Linked DNA regions of Oryctolagus cuniculus: region 1 is linked to region 2. A link is a contact called in public Hi-C data. All regions are on one chromosome and are shown on one strand. The core of a region is the stretch at or near the end of the contact, and the rest is flanking DNA. Distances in the headings are between cores, read along the strand shown. Region 1 holds the start of DARS2 (aspartyl-tRNA synthetase 2, mitochondrial). Region 2 has its middle 29 kb from the start of PRDX6.

The links. A called contact is a pair of places that touch in the nucleus more often than the background predicts.
Region 1: a contact with region 2 is called in a Hi-C map of skin fibroblasts, with 4 times the contacts expected there. The contact joins the promoter of DARS2 here to the enhancer-like site in region 2. A contact is called at or near these places in 2 of 6 Hi-C or Micro-C datasets (embryonic fibroblasts and skin fibroblasts).

Annotation. Positions count from the first base shown.
Region 1 is chr7:2,250,587-2,256,168 of mOryCun1.1, forward strand. It overlaps DARS2 (aspartyl-tRNA synthetase 2, mitochondrial), which reads left to right and starts at 1,670. Exons shown (of 17, transcript XM_002714994.5): 1 at 1,670-2,258; 2 at 2,908-3,007. The coding sequence starts at 2,150. CENPL (centromere protein L) reads right to left here and starts at 1,524. Exons shown (of 5, transcript XM_017345623.3): 1 at 1,182-1,524.
Region 2 is chr7:1,932,076-1,937,819 of mOryCun1.1, forward strand. No RefSeq gene overlaps it. Among named protein-coding and RNA genes, the nearest start is that of PRDX6, 29 kb to the right of the region's middle. Within about 2 kb of position 3,721, at least 1 of the 8 cell types and tissues checked has an H3K27ac peak or open chromatin away from gene starts, as enhancers often do.

The DNA of each region.
Region 1 (5,582 bases), core at 420-2,919, 320 kb after region 2:
TGGTTTTCAGAAAATGTTCGACTTGAGCATGTAGCATTAAGGTAATGTGAAACAGCCCAATGCATGCATTAACGATTAACAAATGATATATAGCAATTGCAGCTTCTTGCTCCACACTCACGAATGTGTAACTCTGCTTAGCTCAGAAAAAGAGAGGTGACAAATATATCCTGACCCAAGACATTACTGCCCCAATGTTCCTCCTTCCAACTGTGAGGAAAGAGACTCCCACTGCTTTCTAGAGCTACTGCGGGGATCAATATTCTGATCTCCAACCAGTGGACATCTCCCCGGACTGGAACCACTCCTACGTTAATCTAAAATTTATGCCATCTTGAATCTCTCCTCCGAAAGATCCTGTTTTCCCACTGCCAAACATCCTAGCACTAAAACATGCCTCTTTCAATCCAATTCACGCCCTTCTTTCTGGGAGCAAGCTCCTGGAAGCGGGTGTACGCCCCCTGCTTCCACTAAGAAGTATGTTATCAGAAGTCTTCAGCAAGCCCTCGGTTAGAAGGAAACTGTACTCTTGAAGATAACCAACATTTTGCCGAAGCCACGGCCAAATAAATGCGTGGTTCACCAGGTCTGCTCAGCGACCCCTCTACACTTTCTCATCACGTTTGTTCGCGGCTCCTCCCCTAAGCCACCTGCTGCTACCTGGTTTCTTCTGACACTGCATCTCCGGGCGATCTCCCTCCTTGCACACAGTGCCTGCCGCTGCCTCTTCTTCTCCACGCCCCCTAAGTGGGTGCTCCCCCCGACTCTGAAGTCCTTCACTCCACAAGTGGCTGCCAGATCTCTACTTCTGACTTGACACCTGCGTCCCGGTCCGGGGAGTCTCCGCTCCCGCGGGTCTCACCATCTCTTTCCCATTTCGCAGGCTGCATCTGCTCGAGGCAGCTCTCCAGAATCCACGGAGCGAGCTCGCGCTCCTGCCAGCTCCTCTTGCACTTGCAGTCCACGACACAGAATTCACGCTCACCTGTTCTCCTGTGGCTAGACCGGGGGGGTGGGGGGGCTATACTTACTCACTTTCTGCATTGCGCTGAAGTGTAACTCCAACTGCAACCCCAGGCCTCCGCCGAGCGCTGAGCGCATCTAAACACACAGGACTGGAGGAGAATGACCAGGCGCCAGGGAGAGCGGCAGGGTCCACGGCCTGCCCCGGAGCAGCTTACCAATAGAATGCCGTGTCCACGCTGTCACCCATTCCGGATTCAGCAATCATTCCTGCAGACCAGCTCCGACACTGCGTCGCGCCCAGGAGACCTCGGCCCTGCGACTTCACGCCGGGGAGGTCCCTTACCCTGACCAAGCCACGCAGCCCGGCCACCCGCACTCCAGCGGAGCCGGCTCCTGTCCGCCGAGAGGGAAGGGCCGAGGGCAGTGGGTCCCAGCTCGCCCCTCTCCACCTAAGCTCCAGGCTCCTAGGGGGCCGAGGGCCAGCTCTGAAATCCCGCCTTCGGAAAGCGGCAAATCGGCGCTCAGCCGCCCACGAAGTTTAAAATCGTTTCCCGACTCGCTCTGCGGTCCGACGCAGGAAGCCTCCCTGGCGGCCCGCCGAGTCCATTTCCATGCAACAGCCGAAGTCGCCATTTTAACTGAGGGCAGGGCCGCGCCATTTCTTACCGCGTGTGGGGGCGGGTCTTCCGCTTTCTACCGGCGCGAAGCCGTCCTCTCACACTTCCGCCCGCACTACGCATGGCTTCGCCTCCTCCGTTCTGATTGGCTGAATGCTCTCGTCGTCTATCTCGGGCGCTGGCCGGACGGGTGGGCGGGCGCTCGTGGGTCTCAGCGGTCAATGGGGTGTGCGTTCGGGTGCTGAGAGACTTTGGGGTTGCTCACCCTGAGAAGACCCGAGGTCGGCCCCGTTCTTCTGCAGACTGAGGTCGCGCCTGGGGCCGCTGCGTGGGATCCTGCTCGCGTCCCTAGAAGTGGGCACTGCTGCGCGGAGAGGGAGGAGAGGTCTTTCCGCTCCCCGCGAGGCCCCAAAGACCTCGTAGATTGTCTGGCCTCTGGACACGGAGCAGGCCCTATGTTGGAGAAAGCCGTGGGATTGCCAGGAACTGGCGCGATTTGTGTGTGTCTGCAAGCTGACTTCTGACCGCCGGCGACACTGGCAGCGAGGACTCGCCTTGGTTCCAGCATGTACTTCCCGTCTTGGATGCGTCAGCTGTACAGGGGTTTATCCGCGCCGCCGGCCTGGGCTTCCCCCCGCAGGAGCCTGGTGCTGAGTCCGCACCGGAGACTTCCAGGTGAAAACAGCGGAGGGCTGTCCGCAGCACGGGGCGCCGGTCGCCTGCAGCAGGGAGCTGCGGCTTCCGTTTGCACCCGGTTCTGTGTAGAGGCACATCATTCGCTTCTCTGTCTTCATTCCTTACAATGCGAAGTTCGTCAGGTTTGTGGAAAGACTGCACAAAAGCAGCCAGCATCACACGTACATAGGCTGTTCTGCTTGTGGTTGGTGCTAAAAGGAAGCCTACCAGAAAACCCTTCCAACTTCACAGCGCTCTAGTCTGCAAGTGGCTGTCTCACGCGAGGTTCATTCTATAGCTAGTGCCTACACCAACAAGCTTCTGTAACTCCTAAACCCGTATTTCCTCGGGGAAGAACTGTGCAACGTTAAAAACTGGGTTATTAGGATTTAGGTCGGTATGCAAAAACTTTAGATTCCCTAACACAAGGCAAACGTGTACATTCAGATTATTGTTCACTTGGCTGATGACACATTTGCAGGTAAATTTAGTAGGGGTGGGTCAAACTCTATAAATCTTCTCCATTGAGGTATTTACCTAAGATGTGACTTGAGAATGTATTTTTAAGCAATCTGGAAATGAAAATGTTATATTTTTAATATTGCGTTTAAACACACTCTCTCTCTCTCTCTCTCTCTCTCTCTCTCAGAATTCAGTAGTTTTATTGCCCGGACCAACACATGTGGAGAGTTGCGTTCTTCTCACTTAGGCCAAGAAGTCACCTTGTGTGGATGGATTCAGTACAGAAGGTAAGTTGAGGCACGTGGTTTAAGAGTGGACAGTAGTGTTTTTCCAAGGCTGTCCCAGACTACTAATTTTCAACAATTCAAAAGAATAAGCTTTGCAAATCCTACAGGATTATCAGGATTCACCGAATTTTCAATGTGTGTTTTGAAAGACCCAAGCAGTGTCATTCTCAGAAAATACCAGTAACGTCTCTTGCAGGGTGTACTAATGAAGCTTGATCCACCCATGGACTGAAATGAGCCTGAGCTGTAACCAGCAACTGGGAATGCGCCAGCCTCCTATAAGCTGGCTGTTCAGTTCTACTATCACAGAGGGAAGAAGCTGATTTTATTCTAAATACAGATAGAGAAGAGGCCTATAAATGTAGACAGTGGTTTTTTAAGATCAGAGCCCACTGGTTTGATGTGGTTCACCTCTATATTCCAGAACATACCTGAATAATATATTAATACTAATTGAGGAGATTCAAAACACCTGGATTCTGTGACCTTCACAAAGGATAGGTGGCTGATTGCCCCATAAATTTGGTGACTTTGTTTTCTGAACCCAGTGTGGTAGGAGGCTTTCTGTACTTCTTTCCTGAGGACAGTTTAAGAAATGTGAATTAAATGCCAAAATGTTGGGATTTCTGGGACCCTTTGATGGTTTCATGTGGAAGTATTAAATCAGTACTTGAAACTCTTCTGTAATACATTTTTTAAAGATTTATTTATTTGAAGGTTAGAGTTACAGAGAGGGAGTGAGAAGTCTCCCATCTGCCGGTTCACTCCCCACAACGACGGGGGCTGGACCAGGCTGAAACCAGGAGCCGGGAGCTTCATCCAGGTCTCCCACGTGGGTGGCAGGGGCCCAAGCATTTGGGCCGTCTTCTAGTGCTTTTCCCAGTCCATTAACAGGGTCAGAAGTGGAGCAGCTGGGACACAAACTGGCGCCCATATGGATGATAGCATCACAGGTGGTAGTTTTACCCACTACATCACAGTGCTGGGCCTAGAATATTTTATATTGTATCTTTTTTTAGAAAGGAAAAAAAACTTACATTGCTCTATAAGGGTACTTTAAAAACTGCCTGGAAATGGAGTTAAAAGATAAGCTTATTTTAGTGTAAATTTGTTTAAATCTATGAAGTTTTTTCATAAAACAGATTTTCTATGAACTTTTTAAAGACTTCATTTTTAAGATTCATTTTATCTTATTTACTTGAAAAGCAGACAGAAAGATGGAGAGACAGAGAGAGAAAGATCTTTCATCCACTGGTTCACTCCCCAGATGGCCGCAATGGCCCAAACTGGACCAGGCAAAGCCAGGAGTCTGGCACTCCCTCCAGGTCTCCCACATGGGGGGGCAGGAGCCCAAATACTTGGGTCATCTGTTGCTTTCCCAGGCACATTAGCAGGAATGCGGGATCTGAAGCAGACAGCTGGGACTTGAACCCACATTTTGACACTGGATGCTTATGTCACAAGCATTAGCTTAACCCACTGCACCACAGTGCCAGTCCCTAATAAAATTTTCTTGTAAAGTCTTGAGCCATTAAAAATATCTTTTAATTTTTAGTTTGCTTTTTCACTAAGCTGCTTAACGTCAATAAGCTGTATAAATAGCCAGTCAAAATTGAGGAAGAGGACATGTAGCAGTTAAGATGCTTACCTACCACTACCATGGCAGAGTGCCTGGGCTCCACTCCTGTCTTTGGCTTCTGTCTCCAGCTTCCGGTCAGTGCAGAACCTGGGAGCAGCAGTGATGGCTCAGGTAATTGGTGTTTTTTTGTTTTTGACAGGCAGAGTGGACAGTGAGAGAGACAGAGAGAAGGTCTTCCTTTACCATTGGTTCACCCTCCAATGGCCACTGTGGCCGGCGCACCACACTGATCTGAAGCCAGGAGCCAGGTGCTTCTCCTGGTCTCCCATGGGGTGCAGGGCCCAATGACTTAGGTCATCCTCCACTGCACTCCCGGCCCACAGCATAGAGCTGGACTGGAAGAGGAGCAACCAGGACAGAATCCGGTGCCCCGACTAGGACTAGAACCCAGGGTGCCGGCACCGCAGCTCAATAGGCTAATCCTCCGCCTGCTGGACTAGAAGAGGGGTAACCAGGACAGATTCCGGTGCCCCGACCAGGACTAGAAGCTGGCAGGCGGAGGATTAGCCTATTGAGCTGCGGCGCTGGCCATAATTGGGTTCTTGCACGCCGGAGAGAGACATGGATTTCAGCCCAGCCCTTGGTTCCAGCCATGGCCATTGTGGGAATTTGGGAAGTGAACCAATGAATGGGAGCTCACTGTCTCTCTCTCATGTGTGCATGCTGTCTTTGCCTCTAAAATTTTTTTTAATTGAAATGAAAATACCTGTTTTCCATTCATAAGCTACATTAATGATTGCATGAACATAGCCGATAGAAGTATATATCATTAAAAAGAAACACGACGGGGTGGACATTGTGAGCAAGGTCAGTCTCTGCTTGGGACTCCCACATCCCATCTCAGAGTGCCTGGGATGGAGTCCACTTCCAATTGAGCTTAATAACGTGCTCCCTGGGAGGTAGCAGGTGGTGACTCCGGTACTTGGATTCCTGCCA
Region 2 (5,744 bases), core at 2,471-4,970:
GAAATAATGCCAAGAAGTAGTGTATTCATAGGCTTGGGGTTAGGATCCATGAGGCCATGGTTTGAAGCAACAGTCTGCCAACTGTGATTCGAGTAATAACCTTAGTTTCCTTATCTGTAAAATGGGCAAAATGAAATATGTGCTCTGCGAGGCTGTTGTGAGGACTGACGTGACAACGTAATGAGCATAAAGCTCTTCGCCAACGCCTGTGTAAAGGACGTCCTTAGTCATGTGAGTACTCACTGGCCTCACAGGCAAGTTACACAAGGTTAATACGTTAAAGCTGGACCTGTATGTCTTTTAAGGACAAGATCTGTACTGATCGCTGGGGATCAGCCAACTGGGAAGAATGGGCAGAGAGGCGATTCCAAAGTGCTAAGGCATCAATAACCAAAGTCAGAACGTGGAAAAGCCAGAGGCCCCTGGAGTGAGGACGTGCATCCCCCCTCCCAGGTGCAGGCTGATTTCTCACCTGGCTGGCGTGGTCAGGTAGACTCTGCTGCAGAGAGAGGGTCCTGCTTCAGCCTCGACCGCTCTTTCTCAGCACAGCTCCTCCCTCTGACACACCCCCCCACACACACTGTCTCTTCAGGAAGCTCCCATCGACTGCAATACTACTAGCCAGGTTTGCTTACTTCCTCTTCACTCCCTGAACCTTAACAGAACACAGTTCTATAAAGCTTAAATGACTTGCCAGAGGCAACTCTTTTTAAAAGAATGTTGAAGGCTCCTGGGGTGGCCAGGGAAGGCTTTCAGTAGCTCCAACATCACTTAGACACCCTGCTCTGAGCTCCCGGAGCACCTGCTTCAAGCCCATGCTGCAGAACGCACCTCCAAGGGTGGAGAGCATCCCAGGCATGCAGCTCCAGGCTTGCACGGGCCCTGCCTCCCGCATCTAGGCGAGCACAGCACCTCCATTCCATAGCCAGCAGGCAGTAGGGCTGTCTGAGCTATGCCTTGTACCCAGTGGATCCAAGGCTGAATCCGATGTCTTCCCGGCAAGGGAGGCGTGGAGGTCAGAGATGTTCCCCATGCCCTATAGGACAGGTGCAGGACCATGGGCCTTCCAAGACCCAGAGGGCATTCTGATTACTTCCTGGAAAGCCCCTGGCCAGGGGCTTTTGGTGTGACATCCAGTATGTAAATGCCCAGGGTGGGTCCTGCTGGGTGGCAGAGAGAGCGCCCCCAGGTCCTGTGTGAAAGTTCCACTGGCAGCAGGCGGCCTTTCATGAGTCATTTCAGTGCACACAGCTGTCAGGAATCTGCCAAAATTTGACCTGGCAGGGGAGCACATTTTCCACTCGTAGGCGGCTCAAAAACTTTCATGCTAAAAAAAAGTCAAGAAAATCACTATAGTCCAAAACGTGGAGCCAGGAATCGAAGGCAGACAGCCTGGGCCACATATAGTGGAGGGAGTGTTGGCCTTGGGGTCAAAGACCCAGGCTCCTGCTGAGCCCTCCACTCACTCACAGGTGTGGGATGGCCTGGGCCAGTCCGGCCCTGCTCTCGCGTCCTCCTCTGCAAATGGAGACCCCAATGCTTCCCTTAGGTAGTGGGTGGGAAGGCCTGGGCCCATGCCAGGCAGCCAAGGTTAGCCATGATTTAGACTACAGATGAGGGGCTTGGGGAGGGCACAGCTTTCCACATACACACATACACACATGTGTACACACATACACATGCATACACGTACATGCAAATAGACACACGTGCATATGCACACACGCACATGTACATACACATATACACATATTCACATATACACAGACATGCACATGGATACATACACACGTGTGTATACACACATACACATGCATACACGTACATACAAAAGGACACACGTGCATATGCACACACGTGTACATACACATATACACATATTCATATATACACACATACATGCACATGGATACACACATACACACGTGTATACATGCATACACATGCACATGCATGCATATGCACACGCACATGTACACACACAGACACACATGTTCATGTATACACACATACATGCACATGGATACACACATACACATATTCATGTACACACATACACATGCACATACATGCAGACACATGTGCATATGCACACACGCACATGTACATACACATATACACATATTCATATATACACATACATGCACATGGATACACACATACACACGTGTGTATACACACATGCACCTGCACATACATGCAGACACACGTGCATATGCACAGGCACGTGTACATACACACATATTCATATATACACACATACATGCACATGGATACACATACACACGTGTGTATACACACATGCATATGCACGCACGTGTACATACACATAGACACACATATTCATATATACACACATACATGCACATGGATACACACATACACACGTGTGTATACGCACATGCACATACATGTACATGCAAACAGACACACGTGCATATGCACACACACGTGTACATACACTTAGACACATATTCATATATACACACATACATGCACATGGATACACACATACACATATTCATGTACACACATACAGCTTAAAAAGGCCCATGGTGGCAGAATAAAAGACAAAAGGAAGCAACCTTCTTGGGTCAGCGTCAGAAAGCCAAGGACTGAACACCACTTGTGTCCCTGCTATAATAGATGGATTGATTTTATTTTATGATTTTTAAAACTTTCTTAAATTAATTTATTTCCTAGGGAGGAAGCGAGCATTCCCATCTACCGATTCACTCCCCAAAAGCCTGCAACTGCCTCTGGCCAGGGCCAAAGCCAGGAGCCAGGAACACCAGTGACCCTATTCCATGAGCCATCATTGCTGCCCCCAGGACAGCAGGACACTGCAGTCAGGAACCCAGACCCCCGCCAGCATTGTAGCTTAACTGGGTAAGCCACCAGCTGCAGCACTGGCGTCCCACATGGGCGTTTGAGCCCCGGCTGCTCCACTTCCAATCCACCTCCCTGCTAATGTGTCTGGGAAAGCAGCAGAGGGTGATGACCCTAGTCCTTTGGCCCCGGCACCCACATGGAGACCCAGATGAAGCTCTGCTCCTGGCTTCGGAAAGGCCAAGCCTTGGCTGTTGCAGCCATCTGGGAAGTGAACCAGAGGTTGGAAGACCTATCTCTATCTCTGCCTCTCTCTAATTCTGCCTTTCAAATAAATACAATAAAAAGGAACCCAGGCCCTCCAATGTGGGACAAAGGCATCTTCCGTCTTTACTGCTATGCTAAATGTCCACCCCAGGATTTTTCTAAATGGATTTACTGTGAATCCAGACTTTGGCCTTGGTTTGCTCAGGTGTGAGATGAGGGGCCAGGAGCCAGACACAATTCCGTTCACCTGCTCAGTGCTCCCTTTTGCGGGTGTTACTTCAGGGTACACTTATCCATTTAAAACACGGCACTGAATAAGCACTGGGATGCACATACAAAGCACGATTTTTCTTTTCTTTGTTCTTTTAACCCCACTCTCTGGATTCCTCTTGTCCCCGCCCCTTGTTTGCCCTGCAGAGATGAAAGCTAAACAATACCTCGGCTTTTCTAAACAAAGAAACCCTCCATGTCAGTCATTAGAGACGCCTGCATCCTGAGCAGGCCTCCCGCCCAGCTAGCTCGCCAGCCTTGGACATCCGCGCCCCAAGGCAAAGGGCATGGGCTTCGCCCTGCTGCATGCCCCCCTCCCTCAGCCAGCTGCGAGCTCTCCAGCCTCGAGCCTAGAAAAGAGGGCAGTGGAGGTTAGGGCACACCTGTTTCTGGCTCCCACGGGGCCTTAGCGGGCAGGGCATTGGGTGAAGTTCAAACGCTGACCCCTCAGGCTCTTGCGTACCTTGCAGTTCGAGTAGATGGCCACAAGGTGGCAGGAAAGCCCTTTCTTTTGCCCGAAAAGCCCGCCATTGGCTTTAACACGGCCACATAATTTCTTAAATGTGCTTTCCCTCTGTTTCCTAAGAAAATAAACTCATAAAGCCACAAATGTGTCAACTTAAATAGTGAAAATAGATGTAATTTAAGGACCATATCCTAGGAAACAATCTTGAATAAAATCCCCAAGAAGTTACTATGCAATTATATCAAATTTACTAATTGTGTCCCTTCCCCAAATTATCATTGTGTAATCCAAGGACGTGGGCCATCTTCTACTGTTACTCCAGGCCACAGCAGAGAGCAGGATCGGAAGAGGAGCAGCCAAGACTAGAACCAGCATCCATATGGGATGCTGGCACTTCCAGCCAGGGCTCTAACCCCGCTGTGCCACAGCTGGCCCCAGACAGATCAGGTTTGTGAGCTGGGAAGACCATGCCTTCACCGCGCCCCCCGTGTGATCTCATGCCCCTACCTGACCACACCTGTGCACACACCTGCCAATCAGGCTAATTAACCAATCCCCTTTGGAAGTGGAGGAAAGGCCTGGGACATGGTGGGCCCGGCCCTTTTTGCCCTCTTTCGCCATTATGGACCTTGCTGCCCCATGCCTTGGAGCACGCATGGCCTTCCGGCCCCCGTGTCCTCTGACTCCGCTAGGCTGCCCATGATAAGCTGTTAACAGCTGCTCAAAACGCTTGCTGCACGTCGCTTTTGGCCTGCTTTCTGCTTAGCATGAAATCCAAGCTAATTTCCAAACTTCCCCTCTCCCTTAGATCAGACTAACACCCTCACCCTCCTATGCATTTCTCCCACTGAATAAAAAGCTTAAAACGTATGCTGCCTCGTTTATTTATGCCAGTATTCCAAATTCTTCTCTAAATTCATGGCAAGAACCCATGAGGCTTATTAATATCCCAAATTTATTAATAAGCACCCACTAACATAACTGGCACCCCAGATAGGACATTTAAGGGATATGTCACCGATATTAGGTTCACTCACCAAATAGCCTCAAGGGCCAGGAGCCAGGAGCTTCTTCTGGGTCTCCCACGCAGGTGCAGGAGCCCAAGGACTTTCCCAGGACACAGCAGAGAGCTGGATGGGAAGTGGAGCAGCCAGGTCCCACCCATATGGGACAGGCGACAGCTTTACCCGATATGCCACAGTGCCTGCCCCAGCAGGTGATTCTGATACTGCACATTCCACAGGTGTCCGTCTCCCATGATCTGGCCCCTGTCCCTCCCTCCCTCCCATCCCACCTGGGCCTCTGCCTTCTGCGCCACAGTCACCACCTTTTAGTCCCTCAGGGCTTGTCCTGTTCTGATCACAGCTCTCTGCATGGTTGCCTTGTTTTTCCTGTTAAGAGGAGATGAGCTCTGATTCCTCTTATCAGACGCCAGCTGCTCAGCCTTGTCCGCCTCCAGCCTTGTCCTCCTTCACAAACCTTGGCTTGTTTCCTTCCCAGCACTTATCACAACTTAGAATCATGCAGCTGTCTGTCTCTCTGTCTCCCTCACTGGACTGCAGGCTTTAAAAAGAAGTCCCAGATTCCCCGACATCTAACATAATTTTCAGAATAACCCACCTGAAGCCTACAAACAACAGAGATCAATATTGTACCACCTCTGCAGTGGAGACCTCTAAGTGCCTGTAATAAAAATCGTACCTAGGAAAACAAGGTTCTGCAAGCAGCTCATCCACGGAGCTGGGAGATGACAGGCAGGAGCAGGTCCAGGCTTGGGGCAGTCGCTCCGCCTGGGTTCTCACACTTCCCCGACTCGTCCACTTCTCACCGTGCAAGTGACAAGTGAACAGGAATGGACCTAAAACCTATGTGTGTGTTGCACTTCTGCAGTAGCCACAGGTCACAAAAGGAG